Linked DNA regions of Mus musculus: regions 1, 3, 4 and 5 are each linked to region 2. A link is a contact called in public promoter capture Hi-C data. All regions are on one chromosome and are shown on one strand. Each heading gives the region's core, a stretch centred on a gene start, on an enhancer-like site or on the middle of the called end of the contact. The rest is flanking DNA. Distances are from core to core; before and after follow the strand shown.

What was found. Promoter capture Hi-C pulls out the DNA fragments that hold promoters and counts their contacts.
Region 1: a promoter capture Hi-C map of pre-B cells shows a contact between it and region 2, with 4 times the contacts expected there. The contact joins the promoter of Tekt1 here to the promoter of P2rx1 in region 2. A contact is called at or near these places in 4 of 39 promoter capture datasets (the 3T3-L1 cell line, hippocampal neurons, liver and 1 more).
Region 3: a promoter capture Hi-C map of liver shows a contact between it and region 2, with 4 times the contacts expected there. The contact joins the promoter of 1700051A21Rik here to the promoter of P2rx1 in region 2. A contact is called at or near these places in 6 of 39 promoter capture datasets (the 3T3-L1 cell line, embryonic stem cells, hematopoietic stem and progenitor cells and 2 more).
Region 4: a contact with region 2 is called in a promoter capture Hi-C map of pre-B cells, with 4 times the contacts expected there. The contact joins the enhancer-like site here to the promoter of P2rx1 in region 2. A contact is called at or near these places in 5 of 39 promoter capture datasets (the C10 cell line, hippocampal neurons, pre-B cells and 1 more), 1 of 484 Hi-C or Micro-C datasets (the HPC-7 cell line), 3 of 115 datasets of contacts at active chromatin or transcription factors (bone marrow-derived macrophages, extraembryonic endoderm stem cells and pancreatic cancer cells) and 1 of 9 other capture datasets (embryonic stem cells).
Region 5: a promoter capture Hi-C map of liver shows a contact between it and region 2, with 2.7 times the contacts expected there. The contact joins the promoter of Smtnl2 here to the promoter of P2rx1 in region 2. A contact is called at or near these places in 2 of 39 promoter capture datasets (both in liver) and 1 of 9 other capture datasets (liver).

What each region holds. Positions count from the first base shown.
Region 1 is chr11:72,360,393-72,363,327 of GRCm38.p6, forward strand. Tekt1 (tektin 1) reads right to left here and starts at 1,490. Exons shown (of 8, transcript NM_011569.3): 1 at 1,401-1,490. Gm34317 (a long non-coding RNA gene) reads left to right here and starts at 1,522. Exons shown (of 7, transcript XR_003949575.1): 1 at 1,522-1,599.
Region 2 is chr11:72,997,767-73,000,841 of GRCm38.p6, forward strand. It overlaps P2rx1 (purinergic receptor P2X, ligand-gated ion channel, 1), which reads left to right and starts at 1,379. Exons shown (of 12, transcript NM_008771.3): 1 at 1,379-1,685. The coding sequence starts at 1,549.
Region 3 is chr11:72,264,954-72,268,117 of GRCm38.p6, forward strand. It overlaps 1700051A21Rik (RIKEN cDNA 1700051A21 gene), which reads left to right and starts at 1,891. Exons shown (of 2, transcript NR_045922.1): 1 at 1,891-2,572; 2 at 2,928-3,164. It overlaps Slc13a5 (solute carrier family 13 (sodium-dependent citrate transporter), member 5), which reads right to left and starts at 1,651. Exons shown (of 12, transcript NM_001004148.4): 1 at 1,511-1,651. The coding sequence starts at 1,612.
Region 4 is chr11:72,465,413-72,468,614 of GRCm38.p6, forward strand. All of the region lies in intron 2 of Spns2 (spinster homolog 2), which reads right to left. Among named protein-coding and RNA genes, the nearest start is that of Gm40194, 9.6 kb to the left of the region's middle. Within about 2 kb of position 1,874, at least 162 of the 459 cell types and tissues checked have an H3K27ac peak or open chromatin away from gene starts, as enhancers often do. A contact at or near this core is called in the HPC-7 cell line, bone marrow-derived macrophages, extraembryonic endoderm stem cells and 2 more, where this site is marked.
Region 5 is chr11:72,410,360-72,413,572 of GRCm38.p6, forward strand. Smtnl2 (smoothelin-like 2) reads right to left here and starts at 1,354. Exons shown (of 8, transcript NM_177776.3): 1 at 885-1,354. The coding sequence starts at 1,274.

The DNA.
Region 1 (2,935 bases), core at 240-2,739, 640 kb before region 2:
GGTGAATCATAGAACAGTGTACTGGCTAGTCTTATGTCAACTTGACACAAGCTAGAGTTATCTGGCAAGAGGGAACCTCACTTGAGAAAATGACTCCATGAATCTGGCTGTGTGACATTTTCTTTATTAGTGATGTATGGGGAGGGCCCAGGCCTTTGTGGGTGATGCTAAGCCTGAGCTGATGGTCCTGGGTTCTGCAAGAAAGCAGATTGAGCTGGGCAGTGGTGGTGCCTTTAATCCCAGAACTAGGAAGGCAGAGGCAAGTGGATCTCTGAAAATTTGAGACCAGCCTAATCTACAGAGTGAGTTCCAGGAAAGCCAGGGCTACACAAAGACACCCTGCCTTGGAGAAGAAAAAAGGAGAGAGAGGGAGGGAGGGAGGGAGGGAGGGAGGGAGGGAGGGAGGGAGGGAGAGAGGGAGAGAGGGAGAGAGGGAGAGAGGGAGAGAGGGAGAGAGAACGAAAGACAAGGAAGGAAGGAAGGAAGGAAGGAAGGAAGGAAGGAAGGAAGGAAGGAAGGAAAGAAAGAAAGGAAGAAAAGAAAGAAAGGAAGAAAAGACAAGGAAGAAAGGAAGGAAAGAAAGAAAAAAGAGAAAGAAGGGAAGGAAGGAAGGAAGGAAGGAAGGAAGGAAGGAAGGAAGGCAGGCAGGCTGAGCGAGCCATGATGAACAAACCAGTTAGCATGCCCTTCATGCCCTCTGCATTAGCTCCTGCCTCTAGATTCTTGCCCTGTTTTGAGTTCCTATCCTGACTTCCTTCAATGATAAACAAGCAATATGAACATGTAAGACAAATATGCCCTTTCCTCTCCAACTTGCTTTTTGATCATGTTGTTTTGTCACAGCAATAGAAACCCTAAGACAAGCAGTATTCTTTCAAATACATGAACCCAGACATGTTGTATAAGAAATGAACAGATGTGACGTCTGTAAGCCAACATCTGGGCATTGTGACTACAGGATAAAGACAAGGAACAGGGGGTAAGGCAGCCTCTGGAGACAGTTGCGGGGGAAAAAAAATATGATCCCCTGGCTCTGAACGACATCACATCTGTCTTCCATAGGCAAAGCTGAACTCTGAAAGCCTCCCGCTCTGGACTCTATAACCCTAGTATTTACCCTAGGGGCCTCTGAAGCCGTCACAACCAAGGATGGATTCAGATCTTGACTAGGCTAAGCATCAGGCCCCATGTAACCCCCTCAGACACTCCTGAGCTCTCCAGTTCAGTCCCCTCCTATGGTCTCTCCCGAGTCTGTCTCAGCGTGGCTCTCTGAGATATAACTTTGAACAAGTGTGAATAGTCTCGAAGAGGGGACCGATATCAGTGCTAACCGCTGATACAAAAGACACACCGCGTGGGTAGGGAGAAGGGGTAGGTGAGGTGGATCGGGGCTCACTTACCTTAGTTCATTAAAGAACACAAGCTTCTGTAGGGCACTCCTGACCCCAACCAGAGCTCCTGGTTCTGAGAGAACCAGCCGAGAAAACTGCGGTCTCTATGGCAACCGGACGGACGCAACGTTGCCCTAGTTAGAAGACTGCGCAAGCGCGAATGTGAGAGTGGTGCTAAAGGGTAACCCGAGCAAACAAGACAAAGAAAGTAGGTGGTCCGAAGTCTGATCCTGCTGAGAAAACGTCAAAACACGGGGCAGGAGATTGGGTCACTCGGGGTTCCCGTTCCCCGAGTCTCTGACTCCATAGATGCACAGCGGGTCGGTCTTGGCGCTGTCCTGAGCCGTAGATGACCCGGGACCACAGAGATACACACACTGCGTTCCACGTGGTCGTTGCTCCAAACCTGGAGCAAAGGACCTGCAAACCTAGCGACACACAGGGTGCATGGGTAGCTCCAGACAGGGGTAGGCAAGAATGGGTTTTCGGCCAGGTATCTTCTCCCAAGGCGTAAAACTCACCAAGCACTGAGCTTTTTCTCGGTTAAGATCGCACTGCTACGTGATCTTCAAACTGTTGTGGATTGAGTTAAAATTAGGCTTTCAGGACGCCAGCCACTCGGTGCCACGGCCATGAGTTTAACATAGCCATACACCATCTTCAAACGTTCGTTTTACAGGCAGCACGTTTATTTAAAAAACAAAAAAACAAAAACAAAACAAAACAAAAAAACCCTTTGCATTACTACTGGAAATGGGAAATTGGCGCTGTCTGTGTGGCAGAAAAAGCAATCATAAAGGTGAACACGATGAAACAAAGGCATAAAATTTATAACAATGTGAAGGCACTGATGAAGGGCTGGAGAGATGGCTCAGCGGTTAAGAGGACTGACTGCTCTTCCAGAGGTCCCGAGTTCAATGCCAAGCACCCACATGGTGGCTCACAACCATCTGCAATGAGATCCAGTGCATACCTTCTGGTGTGCATGAAAACAGAAAACAGAGCACTCCTAGTCATAAAATAAATACATAAACAAATCTTTAAAAGAAAGAGAAAGAAATGAGGGAAGGAAGGAAGGAAGGAAGGAAGGAAGGAAGAAAAAGCAGCGATGAGCTGGGTGTATCTGCTTATCCCTGGCATCTCAGCATGCCAGAAAAAGACCCTTAAGCTGAGGATTCAAATCTGAAAGACATATTGGAAATTAACACTCACCTTTCATTCATGTATGTATATATATATATATTGCTTTTTTTCAAGACAGGGTTTCTCTGTGTAGCTCTGGCTGTCCTGGAACTCACTTTGTAGACCAGCCTGGCCTGGAACTCAGAAATCCACCTGCCTCTGCCTCCAAGAGCTGAGATTAAAGGCGTGCGCCACCACTGCCCAGCTCATGTATCTATGTTCTTAATTCTGGTATTAATATTAATGAATACCTTAATTCAAAGACTGGGGTAGGCAAGGTGGCTCAGCAAGTAAAAGTGCCTCTCCAGAAGGAAAGACATGACTGCCACAAGTTGTCCTCTGACCTGCACAACCACACACAC
Region 2 (3,075 bases), core at 129-2,628:
GACATGCCCTTTTGTTTGGGGTCAGGGTAAGGTCACAGAGCCTGCTGAAGCTCTGACTCCTTAGGAAAAAAAAAGCGAAGGATGTGGTTCCCACCACCCTGGCTCAGTGGCGTCAGACAGTTGAGAGAGTTCCTACTGGAATGTCAGTGTGTGTGTGTGTGTGTGTGTGTGTGTGTGTGTGTGTTTTCTATTCAAGAGGTTGGGGCTGGTCCTGGGTGCTGGGAGGGGACATGCAGAAAGCAGCCCAGTTTGCATAAGGGTTCGGTGCCAGGCCCAGGGGCCATTCGCTCCCTGTTAGTAGCTCATGAGGAAGAAGATTCCTTATCAGCACTCAGCGTGGGTCGGCTTGGCCGGGGGTGCAGAGCAGTGAAGGTTACCAAGGAGACCTGTGCTTCAGGCTGGTTCTTCTAGTAGGCCAGGGTGAGAATGCTTCCCTCTGACCCTAGGTGCACAGTGTGAGCCAGCCTGATCAGGTTCTTGGGACCCTATGCTCAGGGTCTGCTTTACTATTGAGGAAGGCAAGGGTTGTATTGGACCTGAACCCTAATTCAACAGTGTATTTTAGTTCTCTGTCCTGGAGGTTTCTGGGACCGTCCCCCAAGGGCTTCTTCACTCTGGGGAAAGTGTTATGTTGTCCCACTTTACAAGAAGCAGACTTAGAAAAGCCAGACAATGCCCCCAAGCCCTCAACAAGTGACACAACTGCCTAATATCAGGCTTTCCAAGCTGGGTCTCAGAACTCCCTAGGGATAGGTGACCCTAGTCTCGTCTAGATGTCTACCTCCCTGTCTGTTCTGGTGGTAAGGATGGGATGGGAGTGGTGTCAGGAGTACAGTCAAGCAGGTCAGACAGAGGGAGAGCAAGGTTGCAGATAGAGATGCCAGCCTGAGGCTGAAGTTAATGGGTATAGACCAAGCTTGGACTTGAAGGGACTGACGAAGAGGGAGTGTCCAAGGGTAGCTCTAGGCTACAGGACTTGACATCAGTTCTGTTCATCTTCCTGCAGGTCCCCAGGACTGAACTGTCTACTCTGAGACTGTGGGGGTGGGGATGGAGGTAGAGTGTTGAGGGATTGTCCTGGCGAGACCCTTCAGTTCTGTCCTGTCAGGTTCCTGGAGTGGGGGTAGCCAGTAGCTTTATCTCTGGCCCTGTGGCTGGTGGCCATGGTGGTTTCCGGAGAGCAGCTCCTGTTTCCGGAGGCCCAGCAGGGCCCAGGCGGAGCCTTGAGGGGTAGTGGGGCTGGGCCTGGGTGGCCTCACTGGCTCCGCCTCTGTCTATCTTTGGGAATTTATTTCACGGGGCACCACTGGCCGGTACTCCACTGCCTGCCAGCAGTCAAAAGCTGCTCTGATCACCCTGGGTTTTTCCCTCCTAACCCAGATCCCACCAACGAACCTCCAACTCTGGCCCCACTTGGCCTGCTCTGTTCTTAAGGGGCTGGGAAGCCTCCAGCCACTCCACTGCTCTCTCTGTAGACACAGATGCTAGCCTGCCCTTGACCACAGAGGCCGTGCGGGGGGCTTGTCTCTGAGCCCCTTCTGGCCCACCATGGCTCGGCGGCTGCAGGATGAGCTGTCAGCCTTCTTCTTTGAGTATGACACTCCCCGGATGGTGCTGGTACGAAACAAGAAGGTGGGAGTCATTTTCCGTCTGATCCAGTTGGTGGTTCTGGTCTACGTCATTGGGTGAGTCTAAGTCCCCCTCCCAACACCTTTGGGCACCAGTCTTCTACATGTGCCAATCCTCAGAGCTCTGGGGTACCCTTCATCTCTCCAAGCACTGGAAAGCTCTCCTGGTGAGCCTCCATGCCTTAAGAAGGAATAGGCCCTGTTAACCTACTGTCAAGATGGAGACACCAATGCAGGATAGGACACGCTACTCTGGGTGCATGGTGACCAAGGGGCAACACCATTGTGGGTCCTGAGGACATTGTAAAAGGCCCCTTCTAGTGAGTGAGTGGCACGCCCTGCAAGAGCCCTTTTCACCTCCAACTTTCCTCATGCAACTGAAACAAAGCAATGCCTCATTTTACTCGCCAGAACATAGGCTCTGTTCCCGTCTCTCCAGTCAGAACAAAGGACAACCTGGGAAATCCAGGTCCCTGGGGGACTAAAAGACAATTGGATTCTGAACACTTAGCATCTTGATGGAGACACAGAGCAGGAAGTAGTCTCCATTCCCAAGTGTGACATCTCCTTCCCTGGCACAGGGTCAGAGCAGCACAGGTCTCCTTCAGCTATCTGGCTAGCCTGGGAACCATGCAAAGGCTAGCAGGCCAGGCAGGATCTTGTGTTTGCATGTGTGTTGTGTGGGCTAACATGGTATTCTATGACTGCCCATGTCCTATATATTTAGCCATGTACCGGTGGTTTTATATACCTGGTTGGCTACGCAAGCTTACAGCTGTGTCTCTGTCTGCCCTGGGTCTGAGGTAGCTGGGTACCAGAAGTGTCACATGTCAGGAGCATCATGCTTACTTACAGTCACACTAAAAAGAGCCTCTAGAGGCTATGAGATCAGTAAAAGGGTTGGGTCCTAATGGGAGCCTGAGAACGCCCAGTACCCCTGCCTGCCTGTGTTGTGTGGTTCTGAGGGCTCTGCAAATCCCCATTTGGGGGGACTGGGACTAAGAGCCCAAAGAGTTACTCATGTGGTACTAGCCTCTTGGGAGTATCTAGTTCCTAGAGTAGCCTTTCTTCTGCTCACTGATGCCCTAAGATTCAGAGCTAGTCAGGTGCAGCCAAAGCCAGGATCCTTCAGCTGCATTTCAGGCTATGTCTTGGTCACAAATCAAGTTGGTCAAGCTTAAGAGGAAGACTAAGGCCCATAGAGGAGCCCTGGAATTTCTAGGTCACTAGGCAAATCAACCCTGAACCTTTGCTCTGTCTCCTCATTTCCCACTCCCTACAAAGTTTCCAGGAAACTTTCTGATGGGTACCAGTAGCCTCCTGCTGAGCACAAGAGGGGCGTAAACGTCCACCATTAATTATTTGCTAGTTCCTCAGGAAGGAGAAGTCACTACTCAAGCCCAGCCTGTTTCTCACTTGGGGAGATCAAAATGGTTGTCCCTACTCA
Region 3 (3,164 bases), core at 641-3,140, 730 kb before region 2:
GCCTGCCTACCTGTCTGTCTGTCTCTGTCTCTGTCTCTCTCTGAGTGTATGTGTGTGTGTTGGGGGGGGGGGGGTGTGCACACGTGCGCATACACATGCATGAGCCAGGGATAAAGTGGGATCCTGGTTACACTGTCCTCTACCAGAAAGGTCAAGCAAGCAACTATAATTATTCCAAGGAACATCACTCCCCGCCAGCAGAGCTAAAATCACAGCTTCCTAACCTGGATGCCTCCCACAGACGGGAATGGCCCCGAATCTCTGGATGCTCGCTAACAGAGTGGCAGCGGATGAGTCCGCACAGTTGCTCTGCTCTCCTTGGCCCATGTGGAGCCTCTGCTCAGTATGTTTCCTCTGCCCCCCCCCCCGCGCCCCAATCCTAGGAGCCGGAATGATCCCCTTTTACTCCCAGAATCCAGTCACCCCATTGTACCCATCAAAGCACCCGGGGCCCGGAGAGCAAAGGGTCTTGCTGAAAGGCACAATGTGAAATGACTAGAAGCCCACCAGGGGACACCCCTCTCCTCTCAAAACCTTCCCTGAAGAGAGCCACTGTTTCTCAAACCTGCCTGTGGAGGGGAAGCAGGATCCGAGCAAGGTTTCCTGTCTGGGCTGAGAGTGAAAGGGTAGCCACATAAGGCTTCAAAGAGCCCTGGCCTCGCCAAACTGGCTGCACACAGCCTGACAGAGCCGGGGCCAGCGCTCCCGCCCTCCTCTGCTCTGCAGCCAAGGCCATTCATTCTCTCCCTTCCTCCCAGGAGCACCAGGAGGCCAGGGAATGGGACTCAGCTTCCCCAGCAACCGAGAGCCATGCCACCCAAGGCGTGAGCTCTGGGAATACGTCCTGCCTCCTCACACTGACTGCCTCAGCAGGCGGTGGGCAGTGCCCGACCTGCCTTTCAGGCTGCAGCAGGATTTGAACTCGAGAGTGGCTTCCTTGGCTTCCGAGCTAGAAAGAAATATAGATCATAGATGGGGAACCTGAGCTTCAAATATCAAGGCCAGATTATGGCAAAGGCATGATCCACTCTGTTCCTGTAGTTCCCTGCCTGAAGGCATCTACAGCTAGGAAATCTCTCTTTCCTAGAGAAGAGGCACAGAGGGAAAGAAAGCCCAGCCTTCAGAGTCTCTACTAGCTCGAGCATTATCTTTGAGCTGGACTAGCGTTGGTTGTGCACTCTGGGAGGAGATTTTGAGTCAGAGGCTAAGCCTGTCGAGGGGTCTGTGTGGTTCAGATCTGTTCTAACGTCCAGGTTTCCGTGTTTGCCCGGACGGCTCTTGCGCCCTGAAATCGGTGCACTCTAGGACGTGTTCACCTTAGGGTCTGTGCGTCCCTCGGATTCTTTGCAGAGCACCTCCTATCTGGTGCCTGGAGCGTCTGAGCACGCGTCCCAGGGGAGCTCGTCCCCACGGAGGAATCTATGCGTTCCAGCTCAGCGTTCCCGGGTTCCGTGCCCGTTATTGCACTGGGCACCCGGATTCCGCCAGGCTGCCCAGACACGCAACTGACCTTGTCAGGTATCAGAATGACGAGTGGAAGCATCAGGATCGGGGTGAAGAGCAAAATCGCAAAGGACTTGAACTTGGTCACACAAGTCTTCGCCGAATCCATCGCGTGAAAGGGAGACTGACTGGAGGGAGAAAAGATTGCGAGGCAGCTAGAAGCTTCACGAGCTTAAAAGGGGGACGCGCGGTCCCACCGGATTGGGGGCGGCTACAACTCCGCCCCCCATTGCCAGGCCTCCCTGCGGTCCTGGGGCGGAGCCACCCCTCGGGGTCTGTGGGGAGTGTCTGTCCCAGGACTCTGCCACCCCGCGGCAGAGTGAGGCGTTTGCAGATTTCAGTGCTTGGCACCAGCCCTCTATGGAGAGGACTGGACCCTGGCACCTCACCACTTGCCAGCCCGTTGGCGCTGCTCTGGTCCTCAGTACCATGCAGGGTGTGCCGGTCATTCTGCCAGCTTAAGCGTGAGGACCCTTTGTGTACTCTCACCTGCTCTCTCCTGGACTCCGGAATGTCCCAGATGAAAAACACCAGCCTGTAGGATTCTCAGGCTTCTCTCTCCAAAGCGTTCTCCTTCTCATCCCTATCCCGGAGGGGCGTCTCCTAGAGGCGATGGCCGAGCCCTGCGCCACCGCGGTCTTCTCACCTCCAAGATCCGCTGGCTTCCTCCTAGCGTTAGCCCGACTCTAGACATAGAACCCATTTCCCTCCTCGTGCCGTCTCCTACCCAGCGCACCGTAGGCGCTCTAGAGGGACCGCTAAGGAAGGCGGTCACTGTCCTCGCAGACCGAACGACTTTTACCCTCCAGCGAACGCGCTTGCGCAGGCCGGCCGTCTTTGCCCAGGCGCGGGTAGTTGCTGCCGCCCACTTACCAACCACCTCGCTAGTACCATTTTATGGTGGGAGACGGGGCCTTAGAAAAGAGGGGGCATAATCCTGCCAACCATCATCGAGGCATTCGTTCATTCATTAATCCTCCCCTTAACAGACCTGTGTGTAGTACCTGCTGTGCTAAGTCCTGTTTGGGACACCAACACAAGAGGGTGCAATGACATTATTGACACTTCGGTGAGTTCTTTCTCTTCTGCCTGCCTCTCATTCTCCTCTGGGGAGTCTTATCCACAGGCTACTTGACACATGGCTGAGTCCAGATTCCTGTACAGTCAGCTCTCACCACTGATCAAGATGCTATCTAGTTGCTGACATGGTTAGCGTGTTTACGACTAGGATGGCTGCTTCTGTTCTAAACATGGAAACCATCGGCGTACTCTGAACTATATACAACAGAGACCGACTATTAGCACGGCACTTACACTGTGTGTTAGGTGTTGCAAGCAATCCAGAGATGAAGTAAAGAATAGGTTATATGCAATTGCTACGAATTATATGAGACTAACCTCTCCTCCCTCTTCTCCACCCCTAGCCCTGCCACCACCACCACCAGGAAAGAACTACTGAATTCCCCACCTTCTCAGCCTGTGAATGTCGAAGGCCCTAAAACAGAACACACATTTGTATCAAGATTTTTGACTCTGTTCCTGTGACCTGCCTGTCACCTTGCCCTCAAGTCTGCAACTGCCTTCTTCAGGCCCTCTCTATTTTCGGTTTGTTTGCTTGTTTGCATCTATGTGGCCCTGGGCCCATCCCTTCCCCCAGGGCA
Region 4 (3,202 bases), core at 624-3,123, 530 kb before region 2:
CCCAGCAACAGAAAAGTAACTAAAACAGGGCATCTGCAACATACTAACATACGTTAGGTGCTTGGGATTCATGGGTAGATAAACAGGAGATTCCTGCCTTCCCGGAACTTAATGATCTAAGGAAGAAAGGCACATAAATAACAAAATAGTAGTAATAATTAACACGCTGTATGAGGAATATTAAGCAGGTACAGGAGATGTATAGATATATGAAATGTATGTGAAGAGATACGTGTATGAAGGACCACAGCCTGGAGGAAGGAGTGGCAAGAAGCAGCTGCTGATAGATGCATGAGGAAGATGAGGCTTTCCGCAGAAACAGAAAGCCAGGAGAAACTGAAGCTCAGGAGCTGAGCGCACAGGGACGATCCTGCAGCCTCGGGTGGAATCTGGCAAAAACCAAGCCATTTCTGTGACCGAGGTGAGGTTGATGCATTGGCCATTCCTGTTCGAACATCTCTGCCAAACATCTCTGCTGCTCTGTACAGCCAGAGTCCAGTGTTGCCTTAGAGTATGATAGACATTATCATAAAATTTTATTGAGAATACATGTATGAGAGAGAAGACAGATCATACAGTATTAAATAGAAGAGACGGTGACATTTCAACTCAGCAAAGACCTGCAGGAGACAAGGAAACAGTCATAGAAGTACCGGGGAAAGGAGAGCTAGAGTGCACTTGGTGTGTTTGCGGGGCGTGAAAGAGGCCAGAGTGTCTGAAGCAAAGTGACGGAGGGGGAAGGGTGGAAGACAAGGCTAAGAGGCCAGATGGAGTGGGATCCTCACGGGGAAGGCAGGAGATGCTGAACAAAGAACTAATGACCTGGTTTGGCTCTGCTGGGACAAGAGCACAGTAATGTTCAGGGACTTGGGAGAGAATGCCACTGTTGATGATGGGAGGGGTTGGTGTTCTAGGTGAGATACAGAGATCCAGGTAGAATAGAGGCCAACTACACAGACAGGGAGTCCCCTCTGTCTCATGGAAGGCAGTCCCACTGCCAGTAGGCAGATGGCCAGACAACACTGACCTCTGTACGCTAGGTTCATGTGTATGTGGTTTAGCAGCCTCTGGGGAGACAGTATTTAGGGGGAGGAGCAATGACGAGAGGAAGGGCGTGAGCAGGGCAAAGTGGGTTGCTCAGAGTAGCATGAAGGGTTCTTTTCTCCGCTAGACTTGAAAACACAGGAGAGGGGACCTGGTAATTCAGGTCTGTGACTTAAGCTTTGGGCAGAATCAGTCCTTGCGCCATAGGGTTCAACCCCAGCTCTGCACCTTCTTAGGTAGGCTCCTTTGCCAGGTCACATCTCTGTCATTGTCAGCCTCATTGATGTGCTGGTAAATGTGTAGAAACAGGTTCTCTAAAAAGGGACAGAGGAGGGGCCCCACGATGCCTGGGGGTTGTGCATCTCCACAGTATAAACACTCTACCCGGCTGAGGCCAAGTCACCTAAGAGATGTGAAGCTCAGAGCTTAGTACCTTGTTCAGTCATAGGCGTTTCCACCATTCAGATAAAAGGAGTTTACCTTAAGCACACTGATAATGTCTTGATGTAAGAAAGTAATTAGGAAGCGATGACTTCTGAGAATTTATCAGCTTCTTTCAGTACAGATCACTCAGTTGTAAGTTTATTATGATTTAGTTCTAACAATGGCTGTGTCTAACAATCGGCTCACACAATTCCTAAAAATTTAACAATCGACTCTCATGAGCCACTCTAAGCCAGCTCCCCACGCCAACTTCCTCATCTGTAAAATGAAGATAAAAATAGCTGCTGCTCTGGTGGCTTGAGTATTGGATGAGACAGTGTGGGGGAAGGTGCTTCATGCCCTGCCCTCCGAGGCGCAGGCTGGGTCAACAAGGCTCGTGTTTACATTAGCCAGGGCCAGTATTATTTCCTTACATCTACAGAAAGAATGCTTTCTTGTCAGCTCTGCCTCCTAAGACCTGCCCAAGATCAGATCAGGATGTGGACGAGGAAAAGCTTAGTCTCAAAGGGCTTACACATGTTTAGAGGGGAAGAGGAACAACTGCCTTCTGTATGCCAGTCTGAACTGGGTGGGGAGTGGGCAGAGACAATCTGAGTAGGCAGTGCCTCTTGTCTAGCCAAAGTGCAGGTCCTACCATGAATTGCACAGCTTGATGTACTTAAAGCCTGTGAATCAGTAAGGGTCACCAAATCCTGCTAATGTCAAAGTGGGTAATGAAACGTGCCTAGGAGTTCACCATGATGACAACACATGCACACACACACACACACACACACACACACACACACCACTCTCTCGCTCCCCCTCACACTATCTCTCACACACAGTCACACACACGCACACATGCACACATACTCTCACACACACGCACACACACTCTCACACACACACATTATCTCTCATACACAGTCACACACATGCACACATGCACACATACTCTCTCACACAACACACGAACACACACATACTCTCTCACACACACATACTCTCTCACATACATACTCACACACACATGCACACACACATACTCTCTCACACACTCACACACACATACTCTCACACACACACATACTCTCTCACACACATTCTCTCACACACACACACTATCTCTTACACACAGTCACACATACTCTCACACACACACGCACACACACTCTCTCTCTCACACACACACACACAAGCACACACACATACTCTCACACACACTGACACACACACACACACACACACAGAGGCACGCACACACTGTCACAGGCACGCGCACACTGTCACATTCACACACACATTATATAAATTTCAAGTCTTCTAATCATATTGTACGATGGTTAATGAAGCACGATGCTTATTGTTAATAACGCCTGCAGTTGTCACTGATGGATCAGTTATGACAGACCAGGCCCTGGACACACACTTGGCACATGCATTCATCATTTCTGTCGATTCTCTCTCTAACTTCATCTTACAGAGAAGATGACCCAGCTGAAAGAAGTGATGTCACAGGGCAACTGTATGTCTGAGTCAAAATTAAACTGTAGTTTAGCTGACTCTGAAGCCCTCGCTTTAAATCATATCACTTGATGCTAGACTGGGAAGAGGATGGTCCCCACAGACGCCCCTGACGTCAGAGAATATTCATGCTATACTGGGAACAGCAGGAGATGGGTCAGGCTGCAGCGTGAGAAGGCCACAGGGGGACACACGTCCCTAGAGACCA
Region 5 (3,213 bases), core at 104-2,603, 590 kb before region 2:
AAAGCACCTCCCACCCCTCCCACTCCTCCAACCCCTCCCACTCCTCTCCCCCATCCCCCACTTCCCTCCCCCCCCACCACCCCCCCACCCCGCCAGCAAATTCCGGGTCAGGATGGAAAATCCCACCTAAGGGCCACTGCACACACCATAGAAACAGTCTAACCAGGCTCTGTCACTCCAGGAGGTCGTGACCAAGTGGTAAAACTGGTCCACACCAGCTTCTGCCCAGAAATCTAGACACAGCTAAAGGCCCGTTCCCCCTCTCCGTTTCCAGTAAAGGGTCTGCCCTCTGCAACATGAGTTCCCAAACAGTTACTGATCAGTCCAGACCAGAGTGCGCTCACATGCGCGCGCGCGCGCGCGCGCGCACACACACACACACACACACACAGAGGCAACTCAGTCGGGGTTAATCTACAACCGGAACGGTCAGGCCTCAGTGAAGCAGCAACACAGTGCGCGTGAACAAAAACGTTGTAGGGGGCAGGTAGAGGACGCTGACCATTCCAACTTGCAGGTGAGGACCCAGACGACAGTGAACTATCAAAGACTGAACCTTGGCGTCCAAACTCTTAAAATTCATGGGTCAGATGGGAGAGGGCAGATCTCAAGGCAAAAACACCACCCGGATCCAAGAAAGAAGTGCAAAGCAGGTGCAGCAGGCCTACTAAAACAATGTTTCTCCTGTCCTTTCCAGCTCTGGAGAGCTTAAATGTAATCCCGGCTACCAAGTCCCAGCGGCAGGTGGAGGTATAGCTCTCTTACTAGAGGACGCTCGCCAGCGCACGCACTCAGAGCTGATGGGCGGCACCAATTTCCCAACCCTACACCCCAGGCACGCTCCTAGTCGCTCACATCCCTCGCGCCGCACCCCCGGGGCTCACCGGGCTTCGACCGGACAGCGAAAAGGTGGCATGACTGGAGAAGCGTGCAGTGCCCAAGCGGGGGGCGCGGTCGGTAACTGTGGCCGCCGGAGGGGGACTGGGCGTGCCGGGTGCAGGGGACACTCCAGTCGCCAAGCCCAGCGCCTCCACCTGGCGCGTCAAGCGTTCGAGCTGTGCCTGCAGCCGCTGGTTGTCCCGCTGCAGCTCGGCCACAGTACGAGCCAAGGGGCCGGCCAGGCGCAGCGCCTCTGCCACGCGCCGCTCCACGCCGCGCTGCAGCCCCTGCATGTCCTCGTGCAGCGCACGCACCGCACCCTCCAGCGCCGCCTCGTAGCGGCCCAGCGCCTCGCGCACTGTGTGCGCCTCCTCGGCGTCGGGGGACGGCTCCATGGCCGAGTGGGGCACACCGATCGGACAGCGGGCAGAACGCGGGAGACGTTGAGAGATCCGCAGCTCCTTGGGACGACTGGCGGGCCGCGGCTGGCTGAGCCCGAGGGGCGGCCGGAGGGGGCGGGAGCAGGGCGGGGCAGACCCCTAGAGCCCCAGGACTGGGCGCTGAGTGAGGAGGCGGGGCCGAGGGGGCGGGACAGCCCATTCCAGGACACCCCGCCCCTGGGGACTGGCCGGGTCGGTGCGGGATGCCTGGCCCCGGAGGCACTTAGTGAAAAGTTCTCCTTCTCTGCTTTGCAGGGATGTGGATCCCTGGGGGAGTAAGGAGTCCCATACACGCTTGACCCCAGGGAGTGGTGTGCGACCCGGTGAAAGATCTGGGAAGAAGACACTCGAAAGGACATTACTCTAGGAACAACAACTAAAAGAGTTATACATTTCCCTGTAGGTCCACTTTGGTTGGACTCTCCCCCCTGTTCAGGGAACCGCAGCAACTGTACACACACACACACACACACACCATAACCGCTCTGACTCACCTTTGTATGCATCTCCGGTCACCACCGGTACCATCCAGTTCGCAAATACTCACTTGTGAGACTTTTTAAAAAAATATTTATTTGACTTTATGTGTGTGAGCCTGCTTGTCTGTATCTACACAGCATGTGTGGTGCCCACATAAATCACAAAGTGGTGTCAGGATCCTCTAGAACTGGAGTTTCCAATAGTTGTGAGCCATCATGTGTGTGCTGGGAGCCGAGTTCTGGGGTTTCTCTGAAAGAGCAAAAAGTGCCCTAAACTGCTAAGCCCACACTTCAGCCCCCCACCTGTGACACTTTTGCCTGGGATTTCTTGCACCAGTTCTGAGATCAGGAAGAGTTATGTAGATGGTAAAATGCCCCTCCTATCCTCCTAGGCCTGCTCTCTGTGTGTGTGTGTGTGTGTGTGTGTGTGTGTGTGTGTGTGTGTGTGTGTTAAAGATGAACAGGAAGGTTGGGACCCAAATCCCAAAATCTTGCTATGAGCAACTTTGGGATCAAAAACTAGGATGTGCACTGCTGCCCCCCTCTTCCCCAAGCTCAGTCAAGAACCTCGATCCACCTGACAACCTTCAAACCTCTTTTTTTCTCCAGCACTCCTCTTATTCCAGAAAGTCCCCTTTCCCAGCCTAGAAACCCCAAACATCACCAAAGAAGGAGGGATGGAGGCAATTGTTGCTCAGGATAACAATATGATAGATGTTGTAAACATTTAAAATAAAGAAAAAACCATCTCATTCATTGTGCTAAAAGGCTTTCCTAACTCGATTTCTCTGGGCCTGGGCTATGGGAGGTGGCTCAAAGCCTGGAGAGGCCTAGTGAGATGATCCATAGGAGCAGGCTCAAAGGCTTGTTCTGGTCATACTGTTCTGCTTCCAAGGATGTCTGGGAGGCCCCAGACCCTCCTAGACTGCCCTTTCCTTCCCCCAGGAGCTGGGTTAGCCTAACAGATGCTAAGAGCTGATCCCCTCCCCCGGGTAGGGACAGGAAGGAACACTGGGTTACCTAATCCAAGGAGCTTTCCAGCAATTATTTCATGGGAAAGTCAAGTGCCAAAAGGCGTGCATGTTGCATGTCTGTGTGTGTGTTCCAAGCAGCCGTCTGGACAGGGTGAGCCAAACCGCTCCTTGCATTCTTTCTCCGGGTGGAATCTTTGATAGAGCCCTGGAGAGGGGCCACTTGGAGAGCTTATGTCCCAGACAGCGCTGCCCACCCTACGGGTCTGAGCCCTGGAGTCAGAGAAGTCCAATCTTTCCTTTGCAGAACACAGGGAAGCAGAGGATGCCTGAGAAGGACCCAGACAGGTTAGTCCCTGACCTCCTGAGTAGGCCTCTGGGCGCCAGCATTGTATGTGTTTTGGGGGCGGAGGTTGTGTTGAGAGTAGAAAATGATCAGGGGCC